2 separate regions of the Sus scrofa genome follow, and region 1 is linked to region 2. The links are chromatin contacts, called in public HiChIP or PLAC-seq maps. All regions are on one chromosome and are shown on one strand. The core of a region is the stretch at or near the end of the contact, and the rest is flanking DNA. Distances in the headings are between cores, read along the strand shown. Region 1 has its middle 79 kb from the start of SCEL. Region 2 overlaps CLN5 (ceroid-lipofuscinosis neuronal protein 5).

What was found. HiChIP or PLAC-seq counts read pairs in DNA pulled down with a chosen protein or histone mark.
Region 1: a contact with region 2 is called in an H3K27ac HiChIP or PLAC-seq map of alveolar macrophages. The contact joins two enhancer-like sites. A contact is called at or near these places in 1 of 47 Hi-C or Micro-C datasets (skeletal muscle) and 1 of 2 datasets of contacts at active chromatin or transcription factors (alveolar macrophages).

What each region holds. Positions count from the first base shown.
Region 1 is chr11:49,570,417-49,573,869 of Sscrofa11.1, forward strand. No RefSeq gene overlaps it. Among named protein-coding and RNA genes, the nearest start is that of SCEL, 79 kb to the right of the region's middle. Within about 2 kb of position 1,310, at least 1 of the 83 cell types and tissues checked has an H3K27ac peak or open chromatin away from gene starts, as enhancers often do. A contact at or near this core is called in alveolar macrophages, where this site is marked.
Region 2 is chr11:49,125,642-49,129,087 of Sscrofa11.1, forward strand. CLN5 (ceroid-lipofuscinosis neuronal protein 5) reads left to right here. Exons shown (of 4, transcript XM_005668472.2): 4 at 540-2,784. The coding sequence ends at 1,051. Among named protein-coding and RNA genes, the nearest start is that of CLN5, 22 kb to the left of the region's middle. Within about 2 kb of position 1,915, at least 11 of the 83 cell types and tissues checked have an H3K27ac peak or open chromatin away from gene starts, as enhancers often do. A contact at or near this core is called in alveolar macrophages, where this site is marked.

The sequences.
Region 1 (3,453 bases), core at 60-2,559, 440 kb after region 2:
ACAGCTCACAGCAACACCAGATCCTAAATCCACTGAGCAAGGTCAGGGATCAAACCCACATCCTCATGGATCCTAGTCACGTTCATTACTGCTGAGCTATGATGGGAACTCCTGGGTTTGGTTTTAGTAGGGGCTCTAGGAGAACACCTCTGGAAGAGAGGGCAACCTGCCCTTGCTTCAGTTTCACATGTTGAAATTTGCAAATGCCTCTCACATTTGTAAGAATATAAGTTACGATTTAGTCTATTGGAAATGGCCCTTTGATCAATACATTTTTGCTGTTAATTTCCATTTGAATTTGGATATTTTACTTAGCTTTTTTTTTCTTAAGTCACTTTCATAAAACCCAATCAAAATTTTAAAAGGTTACACATGAGCAATAGCATTTAATTCCTATGCTATTTGAGTATAAAATTCTTTTGCTCCTTTTCTTTCTTTTTCTCCATGCAAGTAGAATAAGAAAAAAATAAATATTTTAAATGAGATTTGTGGGTTCTCATGAAAACTAGAAAATAAAAAAAAAGAAAAGAAAACTAGAAAATATAGGAGAATCTTGTCATATAGCTATTGTGATATATATGGCTTTGGCTATGGTCAAGTATTATCTTCTGAAACATAACTATATTCAGTTTAAAAACTTCTCAAGAGTTCCCTTTGTGGTTCAGTGGTAATGAAGCTGCTAGTATCCATGAGAATGTGGGTTCAATCGCTGGCCTCACTCAGCAGGTTAAGGATCCAGCATTTCTATGAGCTGTGGTGTAGGTCGCAGATGTGGCTTGGATCTAGCGTAGTTGTGGCTATGGCGTAGGCCAGTGGCTATGGCTCTGATTAGACTCTTAACCTGGGACTTCCATATGCCACAGGTGCAGCCCTAAAAAGAGCAAAAAAAAAAAAAAATTCTCATCTAAGATGAGTTTTGTTCAATCCATAAACACCAACATTATCTAAAGATTCCACTTGGTGGGAGGCAGGATGGTAGAGCAGAAAGAACATCCTTTTGAGTCAGAAAAACCTGGTGTCAAATACTAGCTATGTCACCTAATATTGCTGTCATCCTGATTATGACCTTGAGGGGTTTGAATGTCAGTGTTCCTGCTCCACAAGGTTGCAGTGTGCTCTAGAGGAGTTTAGGTATGGAAAGTGCCTGGAACACAGGGGGTCCTCTGTTTTCTTACCTCCTTGACCTACAGCACTGTATACCTGCACTGCAAATAACTAATAGCGTTCTGCATTTTCAGAGAGCCAGTGTGGCAGAGCAGAAAGAGGAGGGCCTTTGAAATTGCACAAAACCAACCTTACGCTCCTTCGTCACTTCTGACCTCCAGCAACTTTAGGCATATTACTTAACCTCTTGGAGCTTCTGTTTCCCCATATATTAAAGAAAAAGATCATCTGCAGACGTATGAAGTTATGATATGTTAACATCTAGCACAGAACCTGGCATAATAAATGCTCATTTAAGAGTAGCTTCAGGTATAATATTTTTGTGCTATTATGATTTTCTATTGCAGAGTTCCCTTCATGGCTCAGTGGTTAACAAACCCAACTAGGATCCATGAGGATGCTGGTTCGATCCCTGGCCTCCTCGGTGGGTTAAGGGTCTGGTGTTGCTATGAGCTGTGGTGTGGGTCGCAGATGCGGCTAAATCCCACGTTTCTGTGGCCGTGGCCTAGGGATGGCTATAGCTCTGATTTGACCCCTGGCATGGTAACTTCCATGGTGTGGCTCAAAAAAAAAAAAAAAATGTATTGCTTTCTTAAAAGCACTTTCCATTTTAATAATCAAAGCCCTCAGGATTTTAATCAGCATTGCTAGAGCTCAGATCAATTTCTCATTCAAATACTGGATGTTTAATTTGATCTCTGCCTCTGTTCATGAGGGCTAGAGAAGAAATCTCACTGTTCCACAGGCTGCAGAGTAGAAAGATGCTCATGAACTCACTGGAGGTTATTTTTTTATGACTCCATTAACCTAACCTTTATGATTGATGATGGTTGTTTTGGGGATTTTTTAAAGTTCTAGCCAAAGAACTCATATCTCAGAATATTGATTTCTGCTGAATTTGCCCACTTTTCAGTGTAACATATTATATGATCAGAGAGATAAAGTACTTATTGGATTAAAATTTCTTAGCTTGGTTTTCTGGTTGCTAGTGACAACCAACACAAGAATATATCTAAAATGACAGGCAACAGCCACAATGATCACAATCCATGTTTTTATCTTTCCCAGTTGTGGTTTTAAAATAGCCTCTCTTGTGCTTGTGGTCATCAAAAAGATGACCATATACACGCCTTTAGACACACGGCCCACCTCAACAACCCTATTGCACTAATAAACCTTTTCTCAGGGCTTGGAGAGTCCACTTCAGGCCACATGTGCTATTGCTACCCTAATGCTGAAAGGATGATAAAACCATATATTATAGAAATTATTTTCCAAAGTGAATTGTCCATAAACTGGTATGTCTTAGATCAGCATAACATTAGGTATGGCAGCAGCATTTACACAGTTTGTATCTTTTTGAAAAGAGTATCACCCCCCCCACTCCACTCCCCCACCCCCAACACACATAAATCTACTTAAGAATTTGGTGGTTCTGGTGTAGATATATACTGAAGTCTCTAAAGGAAACTAAAAATATACCCTTGGCAGAGCTGTTCATAATACAGAGAAATTCTATTAGATTACTTTCCAAGGACAAAAGAACATCTTTGTAAGCAGGAAGATATTAACTTTACGGAAGCCGGGCATACCTTTGGGATGTTTGTTGGATATTCCAAAATTGAACATGATAGATAGGGGAAAAAAAAAACAAAAAAACACCAGAACAGCAAGTGACATAATAAGATTCACTCTTCCTCTGTGATCTTATTTTCAAGCCAGTAGAGAGAACGTTCTAACACAGGATTTGATCTCTGCATGCCACGATGCTATTTGCCTGACTCTTTGAGTGTTACATTCATGAGGACAGGACTTCGAGGGAAGTGGCTATTATCAAATTTAAAATAAGACTTCTGGGAGTTCCCTGGCCCAGTGGAAATGAATCTGACTAGCATCCACGGGGATGCAGGTTTGATCCCTGGCCTCGCTCTGTGGGTTAAGAATCCAGCATTCCCATGAGCTGTGGGTCACAGACTCAGTTCAGATCCCAAGTTGCTGTGGCTGTGGTGTAGGCTGGCAGCTATAGCTCCGATTCGACCCCTAGCCTGGGAACCACCATATGCTGCTGGCATGGTCCTAAAAAAACAAAGAAAAAAAAAAAAAGACTTCTGCTGGGTGAGAAGCCTTTGTGATGAGTAGCCTATGTGCTTAGTTGCAGTTCTTGAGACCAAGGAAACACATAGTGTTGAAGGACAGGACTCCTTAGGAGGAACACTTTAGGTTACTAACAGCTACAACACTGTTGGGGATGGAGCTTGGGAGCAAAGTATTTTCTAGGCAGCTGAGAAT
Region 2 (3,446 bases), core at 665-3,164:
GGAGCAAAGGGAAGCACCAGATACTCAAGGTGGATGGGTTTTGGTGCCGCCTTCTCAAGTAGCTGTCCTCGGGCAGCTGTCATACTGTGCGCAGATCATGCTCTGCCCAGAAAAGCTTCGTGTTTCGCTCTCCTAGGTTTTCTGACACTGTCTTTGCCCCATTCACTCTTCCCTCTTCCAGTTTTCCCCATGCTTCCTTTTCTCTGTTGCCTCTAAATCCAAGATTTGTTGAGTGGGGTAGAGAAAGAGGGTTTCTGCATAACTTAGCTTTTGACTATAACTTAAATGATTATACAATTAGTATGTAAGACTTCTCTTTATACTCCTATCATATCCAGTGTTTACAGTTCAGAAATACTTTGGGCCTTGAAAAATGGAAAAAAAATTGGCTCAACTTGGATTCCTATTGTGAGATGCAGGTTTGGAAATTCAGAAGCTATGATTTATTCATGTACTCATGGCCTTAATCTGGTTAGAACATATCACTCGAACATGATTAGCTTTGATGTTCATATAGTGTTTTTTGTTTTTTCAACTAGGAAACATGTTTAACAAAATGGCACAGTGGGTAAAACAGGACAATGAAACAGGGATTTATTATGAGACATGGACTGTTCAAGCCAGCCCAGAAAAGGGGGCAGAGACATGGTTTGAATCCTACGACTGTTCCAAATTTGTATTAAGGACATACGAGAAGTTGGCTGAACTTGGGGCCGAATTCAAGAAGACAGAAACCAACTATACAAGAATATTTCTTTACAGTGGAGAACCTACTTATTTGGGAAATGAAACATCTGTTTTTGGGCCAACAGGAAACAAGACTCTTGCTTTAGCCATAAAAAGATTTTATTACCCTTTTAAACCACATTTGTCAACCAAAGAGTTTCTGTTGAGTCTCTTGCAAATTTTTGATGCAGTGATTATACATAGACAGTTTTATTTGTTTTATAATTTTGAATACTGGTTTTTACCTATGAAATTTCCTTTTATTAAAATAACATACGAAGAAATCCCTTTACCTCAAAGAAACAAAACATACTTTGGTTTATAAAACCTTTACTGCTTTTTTTCTACCATGGAGTGGTTTTACATGTGTGGATTTCTTAGGCCTCTCTTCTTTGAGGCAGAGAGGTAAAATACACATGGGCAGAGTTACCACATAATAACCTCTCAGGAATTTTTTTTGGAAGGAAGCTTAAAACTCTTCTGTTTTGGCCAAAGTGAGTCCATTAGGTGATCTTGATTCTTGATTTCAATCTTCAGCCTTTGTTATTATGGAGCATTATAGTTCATACCGGGTATATAAGATGTTTGGACTCAATTTAAAATTATAGATAGGGTGTTCCAGGGCTTTTAAATTACTATCAGTGACATTTTCATGGTGGGAGCTACTTTTTTCCGGTATGGTAGTTACGCTTTCTTATTTTGGTACTTTTTGGTAGTTTTAGTTGACTTTACAGGCTTTGTAAATTTTGGCACCAGGTCTAATAGTTTAATTTTGTTCTGTACACTTTTTTAAGTGACTTTTATTTTTTCCATTATAGCTGGCTTATAGGGTTTTGTCACTTTTCTACTGTACAGCAAAGTGACCCAGTCACACATCCGAGTACATTTTTTCTCACATTATTCTCCATCATAAGTGACTACATATAGTTCCCAGTGCTATACAGCAGGAATGTATCCTTAAAGAGTAGTTTGGACATCATAGCTGGAGTGGTTATGCTGCCAGATGTGGTGAATACAGTGATAAAGAGTATAGGTTTCTGGCTAGCATTTTAGACCTAGCTGGTAACTGGCATGTTGTGATTTAAGCAACTTAACATTTCTGAACCTTAGCCTAGTTCTTATCTCGAAAATGACTCACCTGTTAGGATTGTTGTAAAGATTGAAGCCATTGTAGTTTGGCCTCATAATGTCACAATAAATGGTAACAGTGATTAATCAAAGAAAAAAACTGCCAGTTTTGATCTTGCCTAAGGTGGTTTATGTGCCAACCCTCCCTGGTTTTGTAATGATGACCTAGACTTTGAGCGGGCGGACAGTGCCGCTGCAGCTCTTTAGACGGGACGTGGAAGTAGGTGACTGCAGATACGTCTGGCTGAACGGGCGCCCCGTCCTCCTCCACTGCTTCACGCAGTCCTCCTGACGCCCACTCGAGCTGCCCACAGTGGGAGAGAGTACACTTCCTAGAGAGAGGGCACGTTCTTACTGAGGATTTCTAAGTAGCTGTGCTTCTGTTCAGACCATCAAACAAGGCTTCAAGGTCGAGTGTTTACTGATCACCTCAACGCATTGTTTCATGAAAAAAATACCAGTCAGTAAAATGATGATGCGGAGATCAGAGGAAAAAGCCTGTATTTAATATGTACATGTACCACTTCTACTGTTTCTACCCACATTTGGGTGCTTCCTAAGAGGCGAGTACTTTATCATTGAACTCTCAAAAAAGGCCTAAGCATAGACCTTACTTACCTGATTCAAATGAGTGAACTGAGGCTTAGATAGATTGTGCAGCCTTTCCTCAGCTACCCAGCTAAAAGCTAGTGGGAACGGAGCCACATTTTGTCGGGTTCTGCTGACTGAATGGGATGCATTATCATGTAGGCGTTTCAGCGCTGCTCAGAGTTTTGTGGTCCTCAGACCAGTGCCTGGACCACATGTTACGAATACCTTATGTTACTGGTCTGTGAGGAGACAAGTACTTCTAAAGCAATTTGAGACTAATTTTGTTTCTGTTGAATCTAATAAAAAAATACTGGGGCTTGTGCCTTGTCTTTGCTTTTATTTTGTCTAGGAGTTTATTTTTATTTTCTTCTTCAAAACTACAGGCACTAAAACACAATCTGAAAATAAAAATCCACTATTTTACCCAGACAGCTTGAGAGGCACTGCACCAGTATGCCTGCCACACAGAGGGTGTCTTGTGTGCACAGGGAGAACGTGCTTTCACCCCGTCATTTAGCCTGTCGACTCATGTTAATAGTGCCAAACATTTCTGACCACTGTTGCCTCTGACTTGCTGGTTGTCTTTAGAATGTATCACAAGAAAACTTGGACCTTTGCATTATCACCATCTAGTGGCTATAATGGAGCAAGATTCTTAGGAAAATTGCTCTGGGGAAACAGTATTTTGGATTTCCAGAACTGCATTGGGGTAACAAACAAAAACTCCTGTGACAAGTTTGTGTTAACTGTAAATCACAGAAGTTGGTTCCACATTGAAGACGAGGACATCTGTACATGAAACTTGAATATTAAAGCAAGATTCTAGTAGTTATATTAAAAAGCATTCATGATTTTTCACTGTTCCTAAGAACATTAATAAATGAAAATCCTTTGCAAGTACCTAGACTCGGGTGACTATAACAGAGTGTACAGTATTCAAATAAGTAAGTACTTCTTTTTTTTTTTTTCTTTTTAAGGGCCACACTCACAGCATATGGAGG